Linked DNA regions of Mus musculus: all the other regions are linked to region 1. A link is a contact called in public promoter capture Hi-C data. All regions are on one chromosome and are shown on one strand. The core of a region is the stretch at or near the end of the contact, and the rest is flanking DNA. Distances in the headings are between cores, read along the strand shown. Region 1 holds the start of Hoxc4 (homeobox C4). Region 2 holds the start of Cistr (chondrogenesis associated transcript). Region 3 holds the start of Calcoco1 (calcium binding and coiled coil domain 1).

Region 1 (3,409 bases), core at 432-2,931:
GCTGGGAGGAGGCAGCATAGGGCGGCGAATTAAAGGTAGATTGACTAATCACGGCGGCGATCATAATAATAAAATCAGAGGGAAAAAAATCACATTACGACTTTTCGTGGAAAGGAGGGAGCAGGCAGCCAGCGGCCGCCAGCCCTGTGCCGCCGACACAAAGAGTGCGGGCGATTCCGCGAGACTGATTTATGACGTTTTACAGCCCTATAAAAGCTGTAGCGAGGAGGCAAGCGCTCCTACCACCGCTGGCAGATTTAGTCTAATAAATAAAACATAAACAGTTAACTTTATGTGTCACTTTTATTGTTATCAAGTAAAATATAGCCGAGCCCCGGCAAGCTATGATTTTAAACTATAATTGTTATCAAGTACAACAAGGAGACCTGGCTCCCACCCTGGGCTTTCCCCTCTGCTGCCCCCCCCCCCAACTCTGAGTTATAGAAGATCACTTAATTGGAGTCCGATGACGAGGAGGCCACCCTTAGCTAAGGAACCAGTGGCTGGAAAAATAGTCCTTCCTTGCCCCATCTCTCTTCCCTGACTCTGCCACCTCCCGTGAGGATATTCTGTGTGTGTGGGTGACAGAGGGAGGGAGCAGGGCAAGAATAGGCCAGAGACCCCTGCCCTGCCTCCAAAGAGTAGTTACCTCACCTCTTCTTTTTGGAAGGCAGCCTGGAGCTGGCCCTTGGGAATATGTGTTTACATGTAAACACACGTGTTACACGGATATAGTCTCAGATTGGAAGCAAGCAGGCTCTGCCCACACAGGCTTCCCTTGAGGGTAAGACATGGAGGAAAAACTCTCAGGGCCTTGGGTCAGGGCACTGACTCCTGGCAAATGTCTCATCTTTTCTTCTTCTTCTTCTTCTTCTTCTTCTTCTTCTTCTTCTTCTTCTTCTTCTTCTTCTTCTTCTTCTTCTTCTTCTTCCTTCTCCTTCCTCCTCCTCCTCCTTCCTCCTCCTCCTCCTTCCTCCTCCTCCTTCTTTCTCCTCCTTCTTTCTCCTTCTCCTTTCTCTCTCTCTCTCTCTCTCTCTCTCTCTCTCTCTCTCTCTCTCTCTCTCTTTCACCATTCTGGCAGGTGCTGTGAGAAGTCAGAAGGCCAGGGAGCAGGAGTCACACAAGAGTCATCAGTAGTAGATCTCTGCTCTGGGCTCTGGGCTCTGGGGCCTGGGCCGGGAAGGACAGTGGGTAGCAGGGGTGTCAAGATTTCTGAAATCTGCTTTTGCCAACCACTTCCTGTCTTTCTTCAGAGGGGGCTCAAGCCCTAGACTTCCAGAAATGACATCAGGATCATTTGTATCCCGCTGCCTCAACCTGCCTAGTACTGCTGGGACCCTGTCTCCAAGGCCCCTTGGCCAAGAGGGTTGGGTGAGTGTGTATGGGATAGGGGAAATGGACTTGAGGATCCGTGAATGGGGTAGGGCAGTTCAGGCTCTCCAGCCTTCTAAGCTCAACCTCGGCCCCTCCCCATCCAACCTGCACTGAAGCCCTCATTGAACTTCCTCTTCCTGCGAAAGAGGGGCGCTGCCCTGTGACCTACACAGACTGCAACACGATTGCCATAATGGAGACCACTGGAAAGGCACTGGAGCTGAGGCCCACGGGGCCCACTGGAGGCCGGAGAGGAGACTCTGGGCGGGGGCTAGATCACAGCCTCCCGACAGCCCCCAGTGCCCAAACATTGGAGTCGAGCTGGGAGCCACCCATCTTTAGCAAGGAAGGATTGTCAGTCTGGTGGGGTGTGCAATGGTGAGCACCCCAGCTTCTGCCAGCCATCCCCCACCCCCACCCCCAGCAGCAGCAGCACCACCACCACATACACAAAAAATTGGATACATTTTGAATAAAGCGATTCGGTTCCTTATCCGGGGACTGGGTTGCTCGGTGTGATTGGCCGGCGGAGTCACATGGTGAAAGTAACTTTACAGGGTCGCTAGCTAGTAGGAGGGCTTTATGGAGCAGAAAAACGACAAAGCGAGAAAAATTATTTTCCACTCCAGAAATTAATGATCATGAGCTCGTATTTGATGGACTCTAACTACATCGATCCGAAATTTCCTCCATGCGAAGAATATTCGCAAAATAGCTACATCCCTGAACACAGTCCGGAATATTACGGCCGGACCAGGGAATCGGGATTCCAGCATCACCACCAGGAGCTGTACCCACCACCGCCTCCGCGCCCTAGCTACCCTGAGCGTCAGTATAGCTGCACCAGTCTCCAGGGGCCTGGCAATTCGCGAGCCCACGGGCCGGCCCAGGCGGGCCACCACCACCCTGAGAAATCGCAGCCGCTCTGCGAGCCGGCGCCTCTCTCAGGCACCTCTGCCTCCCCGTCCCCAGCCCCGCCAGCCTGCAGCCAGCCAGCCCCTGACCATCCCTCCAGCGCCGCCAGCAAGCAACCCATAGTCTACCCTTGGATGAAAAAAATTCACGTTAGCACGGGTAGGCAACTTTGCTTTTTGCCCCCCTCCCTTTCCCGGCGCTCCCCACCCTCCCTGGCCCCCTCTGGCCCCGTCCTCCTTTCTCTCCTTCCCCCTCTCTCTCCAGGAGCGACTCTGGGTTAGCACAATTGAACTGGATTTACGAGCGAGAATGGGTAATTACATCCCCCATAAATTTTATGGCTTAGCTACTCTGGGCAGTCCGAGCCATGTGCTACGATCTGTTATGTATGTGTGAAAACTATGCTTGCTTTCTAAGGGCGCATAAATAATTCAGTGTCGTTACAATGAGGATTCCCCTCTTATTACACTACAAAGTCTCTAGCTTCCTTCAACTTCTTTATAACCCATTTAGCTTGATGACTTTATTTCCACCACTCCCTCCTGTTCCTCAAAGCTGAGGATGGGGTGAGGGTGGGGGCAGGGAGCCTGCTGCCTCTGAACCCCACTATTTGCTTCCCCTCCCCCTTCCCCAGTGAACCCCAATTATAACGGAGGGGAGCCCAAGCGCTCGAGGACAGCCTACACCCGGCAGCAGGTCCTGGAATTAGAGAAAGAGTTTCATTACAACCGCTACCTGACCCGAAGGAGAAGGATCGAGATCGCCCACTCGCTGTGCCTCTCTGAGAGGCAGATCAAAATCTGGTTCCAAAACCGTCGTATGAAATGGAAGAAGGACCACCGACTCCCCAACACCAAAGTGAGGTCAGCGCCCCCGGCCGGCGCTGCGCCCAGCACCCTCTCGGCAGCCACCCCCGGCACTTCTGAAGACCACTCCCAGAGCGCCACGCCGCCGGAGCAGCAACGGGCAGAGGACATCACCAGGTTATAAGACATAACTTACACCCCTGCCCCCACCCTGTGCTCCGTGCCCCCCTCACACACAAATTGACTCTTATTTATAGAATTTAATATATATATATATATTTTGGTTCTTTTCTCTCTCTTCCTCTTGCCTCCTC
Region 2 (3,013 bases), core at 479-2,978, 290 kb before region 1:
GTGCCATCTCATTCTAAGTAGCACTTACACTGCTGCGGTCGCTGGGTCATTCCTGGCAATTCCTCTTTGGGGATCGCCTTAAAGCCTGCAGTGTAGCTCTGAGCAGTCTCTCACCAGAGGCAAATTTGTATCCTTTAGGGGTGGATCTAAATTCTGAAAACAGTCAAGTGTTGTTAGGAACCACGGCTGGAGAATAAGGTGAAGGCCCAGCCAGGGAATAATATTTCCAGTTAAGTACAAGGTGAATGTGGAAAGACACCATGTGTGTGTATGTGTGTGCATGTGCCCCCTCCTTCCACATAGCTCTGAAAAGCCATTTTGAAGAACCTTGTCGGATGTGACAGGAGACCTTGCAGCTGCCGCTGGAGATTCCAGTCTTCTGCCTGTTAAACATAGAGCGCTCACACCCCAGTGTGGCATCAGATAGTCAAGAACTGCCCTGTCCTGATTATCCATCCCCACCAAGGGTGGCTCATAACCCCGTCCATGTTGGTGTAGAGCACACTCAAGTGCAAGTAACTTGGTGATCCCCTAGATATATCAGACTGAAAATGGTAAATGACTAGGGTAAATGTATAAGGAGAGCTAGCGAGTTCATGTGAGAAAGCTGTCTGGAAGAGCAGAGTTAGGAGTGGGGTGTGGAAGAAGAAACCCAATAGTGCATGAAACAGAATGACAAGTACTTCTCTATGGCCATTCTGAGGAGGGTGGACAAATTGTGAGCGCAGCGAACAGCTTTTTTTCTTTTTGGCTGGGTACAAAGAACTGGAATAGATAGAATGGAGGCAGGTTCAAGAGGCAGGCTGGGTGATCCCATTTCTAAGAGGAACTGGGGCCTTCTGGAAGGCACACTGACATGTGTTAGATGGCACTTGTGCACAATTTTCTGGATAGGTGTGCAGTTGTGTGTGTGTGTGTGTGTGTGTGTGTGTAGGGGCATACATATCCAAGTAGCTTTGTGCCATGTGGCTTTATGCCCCAGGCTCCTGTCTTTCCATCTGTGTGCGACTGGCATTCAGCTATGTCTGAGCGTGTTTGTTCATTTGTGTATTTCCACGTGGTCGTGTGTGAGTAATATTTCCATTGCTTTCTGAGTATTTCATTTGGCTACATGCGGCGGAAGGCATCGTGAGAAGTGAATTCACAGGCGATGTGTGCCTGAGTGTGCGTGCTGGTGTCTGCAGGAGCAGCGGGGCTGGAATGGAGCCTTCTTTCTCTCTCTCTCCACTGGCTCCATCTGCCCTCTCTGAGGTCGTGACAAGGAGGCAGACAGCAAAACTGGCAAACAGTTACAGCTAGGAAGACCAGAAGTATTGCAAGCCCGGCTCAGACTATCACTGCTGGGGAGAAATAGCCAGAGGGAGACCGACATGACAATAGCGCGCACAGATGCTGCGTGGACGCGCTTCCCGGGGCAGGTGCGCTCATGCGCGTAGGCCTTCACTAGCATCAGGGCCTTGGGCGCACCGGTCCTACTCTGGCTCCTGGCTTTCCTTCCCCTGGCTATGACCAGATCTCCATCGCCTCCAAATGCCTGTCCCAGTTTGGGGCGCTGCGGCTGGGGAAGCAGACATCGACTTCGGAGCCAATCGCGGGACGTCTGCAGCCTCCTGGGGTGGTGGAAGAGATGCGTGCGGGGGCGTCCTCACCCTCGCTCCCTCCCCAGCTCGGCCGCCTCCTACCCACCCCCTTCCGGCCCGCGGCAGTTTCCGAAATCGCCCGGCGGCCGCGAATTCATTAGCGGGGGGCGGATGTAAACGCAGAGCGGTGGAACGTTTTAATTAGGCCTGAACAATAAACAAGCTAAACGAGGCGCACAGGGCTCCCTGGCGGGCCCTCAGCCTCCTCCGCGCCGCGCGGACTCATTACGGCTGCAGCCAATTTCATGCCAGCGCCGGGCGCGCGCGGCCCGGGCTGGGAGGGCGCGCGGGGGCGGCCGAGACACTCTGCCCTGGAGCTGAGCGCTGGGCGCTTGTCGGCTTCTCAGGGCCGCTGCTCACTCCACCCCGCCTGGCTCGGTGTCCTTGAGCTGAAGGTCTCCGCCCGCACCCGCCTGCTCTTTAGGGTCTGCCCTCCTCTGCGCGCGGGCCTCGTCCCACAGCTCAGAGGAGGGGTTCTGCTCTCGCCCTCCCCTTGCCTCGAACCCACACCCTGTCTGCCGCAGTCTCCCCATCTTCTCTACAGGATCTCTCTTCCCCGCGGGTCCCTTTTCATACATCGACGAGGACTGTTGGACGCAGTCATCCGCCCTTAGTGGGCCCTGTGGCCTGATGCCTCGGTCTCGCTCCGGGTATTCGCCATTTCTCTGCCCGCTGATGTAGCAGCCTGCCAGCCTCCCTCCCGCCCTCGTCTCCTGCCAGGGTTCCTCCCAAGGCACTTAGACCCGAAGGTTTAGGTGCGGCTTTGTCCTTAGCCATTAACAAGGCTGTTCTGGACTTAAGAACCGACCGAGTGGTTTAGCTTTCTTTCTCTTCCCCACCTTTTAGCTAAACTGCAAGCATATTTTGCAGGCGCGTAAGTCTTAGCCAAGATTCCTCAGGCTGGCTATTGATGACCTTAGGTCTTGCCTTGTCCCTCACGTGTGGCCTCTTACCTGGCCTTGATACCCTGTGAAGGGTGGGAAGTAATTTTAGTGCTTTGTGAGACAGTTGTGAGAAATAGCGCGGGGGATGATGAAGGTAGCGACCTTGGCACCTAGTATTCACTCAATCAATATTAGCCCTCTTTAGTCTCCGTGTTCCTCCTCAGTCTGCTCCTGTCTCTGTAACCTAAAATTCTGAGCAAAGGACTGGTAAACTCAGATGTAATAGGCCTCAAGGGAATTTCACATGAGCAACTGAACACCTGCACCAAAGCTCCGATTGGACGGACTCACAGAACAAAGGACACAACGCAGATCAGTACACAGGACTGAGCAAATTAAAACCCAGAGGCCAACGAGAGGTACTGTGGCACATACTTTTAATCCCAGGACTCCGGAGGCAGAGGCACGCAACACTCTATGGTTTCTAGG
Region 3 (3,085 bases), core at 245-2,744, 310 kb before region 1:
CCCAGCTCCAGTACCCTATACCCATTTTCTTGTTGGCTCCTCTTAGCCTCAATTCTAAGAGTCCAAATCTTGACATATGTTTGGGTTAATGGCAGGAGATAAGCAGATAAAATGGAGTTAGCTAGGGAGAACTAATTGGAAAATAGATAATAATAATAATAATAGCAACAACAACAATCAAGAGTTCAGGGGGTAGAATAGTTGGGTGGGTAGAGGTGCTTGCCACCAACTCAAGGTTGGGAGAAGAGAACTGATATCCCCAAGCTGTGCTCAGACTTCTGTACACCTATCTTCACACAGACACAGACAGACAGACACACACACACAGAAGTAAAAAAAAAAAAGTTAAAACAGAGTAGTACTCAGAGATGAATAAGAACAAAGTATGGATGGTGTACATGTTTGAAATGAAACTCACTGTATATTAACTTAAAAAAAAAATACACCTCAGTCCAGAGCGGGGAGGCAGCCCTTTTCTCTAGCCCACACATCTGCTTCCTGTGTCAGGTGCAGCTGATGTGTCCAATCAGACATCACCACTAGTCATATGCACACCCCCAAACATCACAAACCCACACCAGGCTGAGACAGTGGGGGAGGAACTTTAAAAGAAATTAAACACTCCATGGAGAAGGAAAGGTGGGCCAGCAATGCAATAGGAAACAGTTTCTTTGTCGGCTTTTTTTTTTTCATCTATGAAAAATCTCTCATTACAGCTACTCCGTGTTTTCTTCAATATAAGTCTTCTTAGGTTAGAGTGAGATCTGTCTCTAAAGTTCTACCCGTTGAGAACCCCAAACCCCTCCTTTCCCACAAAGACAATCTGTAACAGCTGCAGATATTCTTCAGAACTGAAAGTGTATGTGGTCAGATGCTGATGTTCAAATGCATTCTCTCTCTCTCTCCCTCTCTGTGTGTGCGTGTGTGTGTGTGTCCCCTCTCCACTGTAGGGCTCTCAGCGTTTTGGCGTTCCACAAGTTGGAAGTTTTCCCCTCAGGGATTCAGCGTAGTAAAGGCCTTTGGATCTTTGGATTTGGGTAAGAGAGAGAAGGTCTGTGAGGGCAAAGACTTGCCTGGAAAAGATTAAGCAAATATTTCAGTCCCTTCAAGCTTCCATAATCGGATCGAGCTTTACTGAGGAGGCCCCGCAAGAAAGTGAGGACAATGCGGGCTACTCCTCAAGGCCCCCCTTGAAACCAACAAAACCGAAACGTGGGGGAGGCTTCCTTAGTGCGTAAAGTATTAAAACCTAAACGCTCCTACCGTCCTCTTCTACAGTTCTCTCGGATTAGCCTTTCGCAGGCTGAGAAGCGGGCTGACCACCCCCGCGTAAGCCCACCCTCAGTTAGGCCAAGTTTCTTACCCCACGGACGGATCAGCTGTTCCCCTCACCTTTCACCAACAACAAAAACAGCACTCCGACTATAGGAGGGGAGGGGAAGAGTGACGCGAGAGCTTCTGGGGCTTGTGGTTCTTCTATGACTCGACACTGTCTACTTTTCTACCTGTGGAACTACATGTCCCAGGAGGCTGCGCGCGAGGGGCGGGGAAGAGGGCGGGGCGGTGATGGACTCAGCGTGGCATCCCGGGAGATGTAGTTCTTACTCCCGAGGCAGTTCAGGAGGGTGTGTCTTCCAAAGGACTTCACGGCCCATGATTCCTTAAGAAAGGGCAGGCTGATCTAGTGGAGGCTGCTGGTTCGTAGCATGCTTAGTGGGAGAGTTGACGGCTTTAACGCGTTCTGCACAGCTCTTTTCGGTGGGGCGGAACGCTTCCAGCACAGCCTTCTTGTTCGCTTTTACAAGATAGGCTGTAGTGTTATATCTACTTACAAAAGAAAAAACTTGTCTAAGGAATCCTCTAGGGTCAGGGCTATGAAACTGTAGAACTCTGCCAGGCCTCTCCCAAGCTACGAGCTACAGCCACCATGTTGTGGGTGGGGAAACTCACAGGGGTGGTAGTGGTTATTTATTTTTAGCTTGTTCTGACTTCAGGGTTGACAGAGCTTGTAAAAGTCTCAAAGCTTACTGTTTGGTTCCAGCTTGAGAAGATTTCCATGCCAAGGGGTCCGATAACACACACACACACACACACACACACACACACACACACACACACATACCACACCTGCACGTGCTCCCCCTGGAGTGGCTTCTGGGGCTAGGATTAGGGGACATAGCTTGAAATGGTGGCTAGGCTGTGGAATGAAAAGCATGCGGTTGAAGAGAGAGCTTGGCAGGACTGCCACAGCTCACAACAAGCTACTTAGAGAGGCTTGTTTGCCCAAGCCTTTTAACTGGCTTAAATTAATTAGAGCAACAATACAATTGTTGCTATAGGGTTGTTTTTTGTTTGTTTGTTTGTTTTGTTTTGTTTTGATAGGCGAAAGAGTCACACTGTTCCCACACCGCAGTCACTTAAGGACTTGAACCGTCCTCATCGTTGTGGGTGGCCTCCAACCCTGGAAGAGTTCAACCCCCCCCCCCTTTCTCAATATTAAAGGATTAAGTGAGATGTAATGCTACACACCTATAACCCTAGCAATTGAAGAGGCAGAGGCAGGGAGATCCTGGAGATTTCGATTCTGACTCAGGCTACACAGGAGACCCTGTCTCACAAATAAATAGTTATGCCGGAAAGACAGCTGTCCTCTCCTGGTTGGGTCCATTCTAATTATCTGTGGCAGTAGGTTCTGGCGGCGCCTCTTCTTTTACTTTTTTTTTTTTTTTGGTAGTTTTTTTTTTTTTTTTCCTTTTAAGATTGAATAGGGTATTTGATGCTGTCCTTGGGTGCCTTTCATTTGAAGATCTCCAAGCATTAAGTCACTGGGCTGCACAAACATTAAGATGACATGTCTGTGTCATTAGTCAGGATTTATGAGTTAGGGCACAAGCTGCTGGATGGGGAGATAGTTCAAGGTCCTGGGTTAGCTACGAGTGAAGCCTGTCCAAAGACTCAAGTCTCAAATGTTTATTTTGTCTGCATTCAGAATGAAAGCTTGTAAAAATCTCAGTCTCAAATAGAGCTAAGGTAATAACAACTTCCATGTTTGGGATGCTTACAGCGTTTTTAAACAGCCATAACG

What was found. Promoter capture Hi-C pulls out the DNA fragments that hold promoters and counts their contacts. Capture Hi-C pulls out chosen DNA fragments and counts their contacts.
Region 2: a contact with region 1 is called in a promoter capture Hi-C map of embryonic stem cells, with 21 read pairs. The contact joins the promoter of Cistr here to the promoter of Hoxc4 in region 1. A contact is called at or near these places in 1 of 39 promoter capture datasets (embryonic stem cells), 1 of 484 Hi-C or Micro-C datasets (embryonic stem cells), 6 of 115 datasets of contacts at active chromatin or transcription factors (craniofacial prominence, embryonic forebrain, embryonic hindbrain and 2 more) and 1 of 9 other capture datasets (adipose tissue).
Region 3: a promoter capture Hi-C map of pancreatic islet shows a contact between it and region 1. The contact joins the promoter of Calcoco1 here to the promoter of Hoxc4 in region 1. A contact is called at or near these places in 2 of 39 promoter capture datasets (cranial neural crest and embryonic stem cells), 1 of 115 datasets of contacts at active chromatin or transcription factors (embryonic midbrain) and 2 of 9 other capture datasets (embryonic stem cells and pancreatic islet).

The regions. Positions count from the first base shown.
Region 1 is chr15:103,032,714-103,036,122 of GRCm38.p6, forward strand. It overlaps Hoxc4 (homeobox C4), which reads left to right and starts at 1,682. Exons shown (of 2, transcript NM_013553.2): 1 at 1,682-2,448; 2 at 2,924-3,409. The coding sequence starts at 2,010. The coding sequence ends at 3,279. All of the region lies in intron 2 of Gm30528 (a long non-coding RNA gene), which reads right to left.
Region 2 is chr15:102,745,181-102,748,193 of GRCm38.p6, forward strand. It overlaps Cistr (chondrogenesis associated transcript), which reads right to left and starts at 1,729. Exons shown (of 1, transcript NR_104334.1): 1 at 1,261-1,729. It also overlaps a transcript of Gm36560 not described here.
Region 3 is chr15:102,720,684-102,723,768 of GRCm38.p6, forward strand. Calcoco1 (calcium binding and coiled coil domain 1) reads right to left here and starts at 1,495. Exons shown (of 15, transcript NM_026192.3): 1 at 1,364-1,495.